2 separate regions of the Mus musculus genome follow, and region 1 is linked to region 2. The links are chromatin contacts, called in public ChIA-PET maps. All regions are on one chromosome and are shown on one strand. Each heading gives the region's core, a stretch centred on a gene start, on an enhancer-like site or on the middle of the called end of the contact. The rest is flanking DNA. Distances are from core to core; before and after follow the strand shown.

Region 1 (3,619 bases), core at 185-2,684, 48 kb after region 2:
GTCCTGACCCATCCCCTTAAAAGCCATCCAGCACCCATGCCATACCCTACACTATGTGTAATTCCCCTTAGTTGCCACTCCTTGTCCACCTGAGTATGGCTAACACCTTTGTGACTACGAGGTAAATCCCCTTGGAATGTACAAATAGACACCAAACTTCCTGTAATCCAAAGGCTAAGAATGCTCAGATGGCATCTAAGGTCAATGGCTGAGATCTTCCTGCTCTGCCCACCTAATGTTTCCTTGGTTTGTGACTTTATTTATTTGGTTCCCATAAACCTTCAAGCCAGCATTATCAAGCTGCACATGTGTTTGGAGGAGCCTAACTCTCTGCTCAGGGCCATGGCCACTCTGGTTCTGGCTCCAGAACACATGGTTTTTACTTCTTTGAGGTGAGAGCTGTGCTTCTGTATCTTCAACTAAAACGAACAACCTCACCACTCTGTGGAGAGTTATCCAGGAGGGCAGAGGTGAGCAGCTGTACTATCAGGCTGGTGCGACACCAAAGTAGGCTTACCACTGTATCCAGCTGCCATGGTCTGTCCACACCCTGAACTACAGGTCCATATGAGTCTCCTGAGACTCTGCTGGGGCCTCCTCTGGTCAGTCCCAACAAACCAACCAAACTCTTGGTCTAGCTCGTGTTGCTTTAGACAATTAGGGTCTCTCCCATTGGGTGGCAGCACCCCTCAGAATGACTCGAGACCAAGGCATGCTTAGACCTAGGAACTGAGCAAAGCACTCAGGAAGCAAAGGCAGGCAGATCTCTGTGAGTTCAAAGCCAGACTGATCTACAGAACTAGTTCCAGGACAGCCACAGCTACCCGGAGAAGCCTGGTCTTGAAGAACCACCACCACCACCACCACCACCACCACCACCACCAAAAACAACAACAACAACAACAACAACAATAAGAACCAGGAGCTGTGAGCATGGTCCCTGTGCTCTGTACTCTGAATTGTGGACATTTATCTTTCCAAGCCAAGAGACGGAACCTCAGCCTGACTAGTTGTTTTCTAGGCTCACACAGGTAAAGTCTGAATGGGGGCTGGAGCTGAGTGAGAGAACACCTGCCCCAGCAAGTACAGGGCCCTAGATTCAATCCCAGGACCTAACAGACAAAACCCACATAGTCCAAGAAATTGCATGTTGTTAGTAAACACGAAACTTCATTTCACAAAACAGGAGCGATGCCTGTGAGCGGCCATCACACTGGCAAATATTCAGGATGCCGGCGAGCAGCAGCAAGGCTAGGGCTCACACAGACACAATGGAAAAAGGAGAACTGGCCCCAAATTAAAGATACGCAAAATAAACCCCACAGCCCAAGATAACATGGCCACTCTTGGTGACTGCCTCACACAAGCAGAGACAGACTGTGTACCTCTCCTGTCTACAATGGAAACTTGTCCACTTAAATGTTCTTCAGTGTGACAACTGAAGAAGGGAAGTGGTGTAAGTGTCACCACAGTTCATCACAGTGGTGCAAGTGTCACCACAGCTCATCAGCTGCGTTGGCCACACCCATCATTACAGAATAATTGCTACCACACAATGAAGAAAGTTGTACAAAGTCCTACTGTACAAAGTAGGTGTGGTTTGTCTCTGTAATAGCAAGCCAAAGCACAAGATGGGTGAACAGCCTTGATAAGAAGTGGGCATGAGAAGGGCTGTGAAGAGCACAGCTCTGTAACACATGCCACAGAGCACTTCTTTTTAAGGTCTTTGAGAGGTGGCTCAGTGGTTAGGAGCATTGACTGCTCTTGGCTGCTCGTGGAGAGGACTTCCATTTGATTCCCAGCACCCATCTGGAGGCTCAACTGTCTGTAACTCAGTTCCAGAAGATCTGCTCTCAGTAGCAGGATCTGATGGACTCTGCAGGCACACAGGTGATGCACATACACGCAGGCAAAACACCCACAAACACCAACCATCCAACCAATCAACCAAACAAACAAATCCCAGCACTCCTTCTAGCAAAGCAAGGTGTAGAGACAAGACTTGACATTCCAGCCCAGGGGAGAACAGACCACTGACCCGGGGCCAGAATGACCCGGGGCCAGCATGTTTCAGGACAGTGAGCAGACACAACAACAACAACAACAACAACAACAACAACAACGCAGATGAGGCCTGAGGGACAACTAAGCTGTCCTCTGGCTTCCACATGCATAGGTTTACATACGCACACATGCACGCACACGTGAGATGTTCTGTTACTCTTACTGCTTTCATAAACACTGGCAAAGTCACTGTCGTCGGTCAGCACCAGCTGGGTCCTTCAGTGACAGTAAAAACCTGGGCCAGAAACTGAGTTTACAGCCACTGTCAGTTACAAGTTGGAAGGAGGGAGGGAGAAAGAAGGGAGGGTGCCAGCCACTGCAGTGCCCCTCTGCTCAGCTCACGTCTGCACGGTCAGCTCCAAGAGGTCGGTAGGCAAGACTGCTCCCCTGGCTCAGCATCATGAAGGACTTTACTCCTGGGCCTGCTCTGCTGCCACCCTCTCCTCTAAGGAGTTCTGCAGAAACTGCTCTTGCAATCTACATGACATTTTTCTTCTCACAAATGATCTCTAAGGACTTATGCTTATCTTAAATGCAATTCAAGACAGTTACTTTAAAAACAAAAACAAAAAAAAACTCGAGTTCTGCTTAGAGATAAAAAAAAAATTGCCAGCAATCCAGAGTCTTTGACAAGCAAAGTTCTTTAAAACACTTGAAATAGGAACACCACACATCACTGGGCTTCTAGAAAGCTTTTGTAAAATTATCATTAAAAATTTGTCAGTGGCTGTGTGGCAGTTCCACAGAGATCCACACTGGTGAAGCATCAAGCAGGCCAGACCCGGGAGGCTCTCTGCCTCTTGACTCTTAGCTACTTTTTGAAGCATCCGCTCCTTTTCACAAGCCCCAGTCAGCATGCGCCAGCTCTGGCTCAGTCCCTATATCTCCTACTGGCCTGTTCCAAGGGCTTAGACACACAGGAAAGCTGCACTTTCTCCTAACAGGGCATTGTGAGGGTATATCTTGTTTGTTTTGGTGTGCGTGTGTGCGTGCGTGTGTGTGTGTGCGCGTGCGCGTGCGCGTGCGTGTGTAGAGGACAGGGATCCTGGGCATCTTCTCTTCCTCTATTGCAGTCCACCATGGTTTTCCTAGCCTGGAGCTGGCTAATTTAGCTGGATTGGTTGGCCAGGAAGCCCCAGGAGCTTGGATTACAAGCACATACTGCCATGCTTAGCTTTTTACATAGATGCTTGAAATCTGAACTTGGGTCCCACGCATTCACACATGCTCAGCAAGCGTGACTTTACTGACTGAGCCATTTCCCAGCTCCAAGACTCCTATTTTTAATGTGGCCACTACACACACTCACATTAAAGGAGGGCAGCTAAGATGAAACCTCACAGGGCAAGTGTCCAAGCAGACAGCATCTTCTGAGATGGCTCTTTCAGCTAAGAGGCCTCCCTGTGAGGAGTGACGGCAGGGTGGTCCAGTCTCTGCTAGTAGTGAGCCTTTACCATGCTCCAGGAATTTTAACACCTATTATGTATTTTTTCTAGGTCTGGAAGATCCAGGGGTAAAATACTAGCTGGCTGTTGTCAAGTTCAAAGCCAAAAAA
Region 2 (3,812 bases), core at 1,031-3,530:
AACCTTAAAAGGACTGATTCTAAATGTACCCTTGTAGGATAATTAATATGCTGATTTTGAGAAAAACAACATGTTGAATAAAAAATTAACAGTTAAGAAGTGTTAGGATTTAGCGCGTGCCTGTGGTCTAGCACTCTGAAGGCTGATGAAGGACCACAAAAATGTCAAGGCCAGCATGGGCTACAAACATAGTGAGGTCTAACCTAGCTATGCTACAGAGTAAAGAGTTCTAAATTCTGAAATGGGAATCTGGTAAACTAAGTAATGAATCAGTTTCATCACTAAATTTGCTGTGACCTACTGCTTTGAACCTCAGTTTCTCTCCACAGTACAAAGCTGCTACAGGAATTCATAATATAGAACCCAAATCTAGCACTCAACAGAATACTAGTACTGTTTTTCATGCCCATCAGGCCGATGATGAACACCATCAATTAACCTATCAATTTCAATACTAGAGCACTGTTGAGTTCTTGGAATTTAATTAAAAACATTACCCCTATTTCCTAGGAAATCAGGTATTTTCGGGGGTGCTGTATTTGGGGATTTTCGTAAACTTTTATTAAACCTAAGATTTTACTGCATGTTTTTTTAAAAGATTTATTTATGTGTTTTATCTGCATGGCCCGTGGAGGTCATCGGATACCCTGAAACTGGAGTCAAGGACAGTTGTAAATCACCATGGGTTCTGAGCAGGGTCCTCTGCTAAAGCAACAAGTGATCTTAATCCCTGAGCTGCCATCTCTCTAGGCCCTCTTCTCACTTTCTAAAAGCCAAAGCATCTTATATTGTATGTGAAGACAAAACTTAATGGAGTTACAATTGGTAACTACTGACTACCTGACCTGGGAACCTGCTCAGGTCCTCTGGAAAAGCAACACGTGCTCTTAACTACTGAGCAGTCTCTCCAGGCCTTAACTAAAATATCCTTAAATAGGATGCTCCAACAGAATCCTTGACAGTAACCTTAAAGTAGGGTAAAAAAGAAATCTAGCTGCATTTAGTTGTTAAAATGTCTAAATCATTTCAAGTAATAAAATGGACATCTAATTTTAAAAACAAAACAAAAAACCCTACAAATGCAATCGTCATAATTTACAAAGAACGAAAGAAAGAAATCAGGCTGAGCCAGCAAGCATAAGACACACAGTTTACTAAGTAACGAAACAGTATCCTTCTCCTTACTTTTGCTCCCTATGTGAAATCCTGTTTATAATACCGACTCGTCCTGCTCAAACACCCTCACCAAACTATTTCGTGGTAGTTGTTAGACTTCAGCTAATAAGTACCTGGGAACCTGCCACAGAGTCAGTTTTCCAAAACGCGAAACCCACAAAGAGTAGGTCTTGAACCAAGTTTTGCCCCAACGACCTTGGTCCTAAAGATTAGCCTCTCTCCCTCCGGCCGGTCCGTCCACGTGCCGCCTGCTGCGGTTACCCAGAACAGTCTGCATGTCAGGCAAAGAGCTAGGGGACCCGATCCACAAGAGAACGAGGGTTGCTAACAGCACCCAGACTATGCCATCCCTCTCCTAACAGGATCAACTCCCCAGCGTCATGCACACAGTCCCAAGAATGTTCCCTAACCCAAGTCCTGCGGGGTTCACCCTGTGCCTTGCTCTGCTACCCAGTCTGCCTAGCGAGGTATGGAGCGAAGCTGGCGGCACAGGAAACTCTCCATCTTACACCACTACACCCCAGTGCCAGGCGGAGGAACAAGGCGGTCAGGGAAGGAGACAGCACTAGAAAGTAAAGAACCAAGGCAAGAGGAAAGTAGGATGGAGAATCCTGCGCCACGCCACCACCACCTCCACTTCAGGGTTCATCCCAAGGCCCTTCCTGGCCACCAACCCAGCGGACAGCAGGCCTGACCAGGGAGAGCCAGCCGGAGTCCCACTAATCCCCCGTTTCTCCGGACCCGGCGTCCTCACCATCAGAACTTTGGCCGCGTTCTCCAGCTGAGCGATCACTTCTGGGGGCCCCAGCGCCGCCGCCATCATGGTCTCTCTTCAATGACGCGCCATGCGCTGCATTCTGGGAGCAGGCGCCGCGGCCGGCCAATCGCCGCCGCGACCCCGGCGCCTCTCGCGCCTCCCGGGCTGTCGCAGCAGCCGTCGGCGTCGCGCCCCCAGCGGCCTGACGGGACCGCCGATTCCTGAGCAGCTGGAAGGAGACAAGCGTGAGCCCGGTCGCGGCGCTGGGAGGAGGGCGGCGGCAGCCGGCACCGGGCGAGGCCGAGCGGTTGGCTCTGTCAGCCGCGGCCGGGCATCCCGCGCGGGTCTGGGGCCTGCGCATGCGTGGTTCCCTGCTGGGTGCGGGCCGCGAGGTCCTGGACCGGAGCCGCGCAGCCCGTTAGCTGCGGGTTAAGGTTTGGGTGTCCTGCCCGTGCGGGAGCTTCCTCTCGCTCCCATAGGCTGTCCGGTGTGGAGCAGGATCTCTTAGCCTTGGAAGCGCTCTCCTAAGGGTGCGTCTACGCCCAGAATTCATGCCTCCCGCTCCGCGGTTCATTCCGCTGTGAGAAAAGGGCATCCGTGGACGAAATGCTTGGTTTTCTTGATTTTTGAAACCCTCTCCCTAACCACTTGGCTTCCTGAAGTCAGTAAGGGCTCAGCTGCCGCCAGCTTTGGACTTCAGGAGTTTATAATAGCAATGCTAAGTACAGAATCTGCGAGGAAAGGTGCGTTACAGTAACTTCAACGCGCTGTCTTCTCTCCGGTTCTTTAAGGTTTTGTTTTTCAAAGTCTACGTCCAGGAAAGTGATCCCGACATCAGCTAGTTCAATGTTCAAAAGGTGGTCTAGTTGAAGTATTTGTATGTTTCGACCTGACAGCTCCATTTTCTGAGTTTTGTTGACTGCCTGTTCTGCTTTCTGGGGAAAATCCACGTTTTTGAGTTCCTTCTGTAGACTTCCTGGTTTTCCCAGAGATTTGTAAGTCTGCCCTCCGCCCCTTTGAGGTTTTGTGTCTTCGAAATAGAATTGCATTAATTTTTAAATGATTTATTTTTTATTTTATGTGCATTGTTTTGTGTGCATGTATGTCTGTGTGAGAGTGTCAAATCCCCAGCAACTGGAGTTACTGATGATTGTAAGGGTGCTGGAACTGAACCTGAGTCCTCTGGAATTGCAGCCAGTGCTTTTAACCACTAAGCTATCTCTCTATTACTATTGTTTCTATTGAAACAAATGTAAATTCTTCTCTTCACCCCACCCACTCTCAGTGCCTTTATTTATTTATTTTATATGTAAATACACTGTAGCTGACTTCAGACTCCACAGAAGAGGGCATCAGATCTCACTATGGATGGTTGTGAGCCTCGATGTGGTTGCTGGGATTTGAACTCAGGACCTTCAGAAGAGCAGTCAGTGCTCTTAACCGCTGAGCCATCTTTCCAGCCCCTTTTCTTGTGTTTTTAACAGGATTTTTCTATTCACGCTGTAGACCAGGCCAGCCTCAAACACAAAGATCCACCTGCCCTCTGCCTCCTCAGTGCTGGGATTAAAGGCATGGCCAATCGGTTTTTTGTTTGTTTGTTTGGATTTTTTTGACTTCTCTACTATTTTTGAGAAGTAAATTAATGAGATTTTTTTTTTTTTGCTTGAGAAATAAAAGTGTCTTTCATTTCATTACCAGATGACAAAATTAGTTGAAGTGCTGTTAATGGTGGTTTTCCTGTTGAGATTTGTGTGAACAGGGGCCAGCCAAATGGCTCAGCAGATAAAAGAACTTTCAGTACTAGCCTGAGGACCTAACTTCAATCCTAAAGTGCATAGCAAATAGAGAGAACTGACTGTAAATTGCCCTCTGACCTCTG

What was found. ChIA-PET counts read pairs in DNA pulled down with a chosen protein or histone mark.
Region 1: a contact with region 2 is called in an RNA polymerase II ChIA-PET map of memory CD8 T cells, with 97 read pairs. The contact joins the enhancer-like site here to the promoter of Xpo4 in region 2. A contact is called at or near these places in 1 of 484 Hi-C or Micro-C datasets (nephron progenitors), 6 of 115 datasets of contacts at active chromatin or transcription factors (bone marrow-derived macrophages, effector CD8 T cells, embryonic stem cells and 1 more) and 2 of 9 other capture datasets (adipose tissue and pancreatic islet).

The regions. Positions count from the first base shown.
Region 1 is chr14:57,711,542-57,715,160 of GRCm38.p6, forward strand. All of the region lies in intron 2 of Lats2 (large tumor suppressor 2), which reads right to left. Among named protein-coding and RNA genes, the nearest start is that of Gm26440, 16 kb to the left of the region's middle. Within about 2 kb of position 1,435, at least 69 of the 459 cell types and tissues checked have an H3K27ac peak or open chromatin away from gene starts, as enhancers often do. A contact at or near this core is called in effector CD8 T cells and memory CD8 T cells, where this site is marked.
Region 2 is chr14:57,662,958-57,666,769 of GRCm38.p6, forward strand. It overlaps Xpo4 (exportin 4), which reads right to left and starts at 2,281. Exons shown (of 23, transcript NM_020506.2): 1 at 1,931-2,281. The coding sequence starts at 1,999.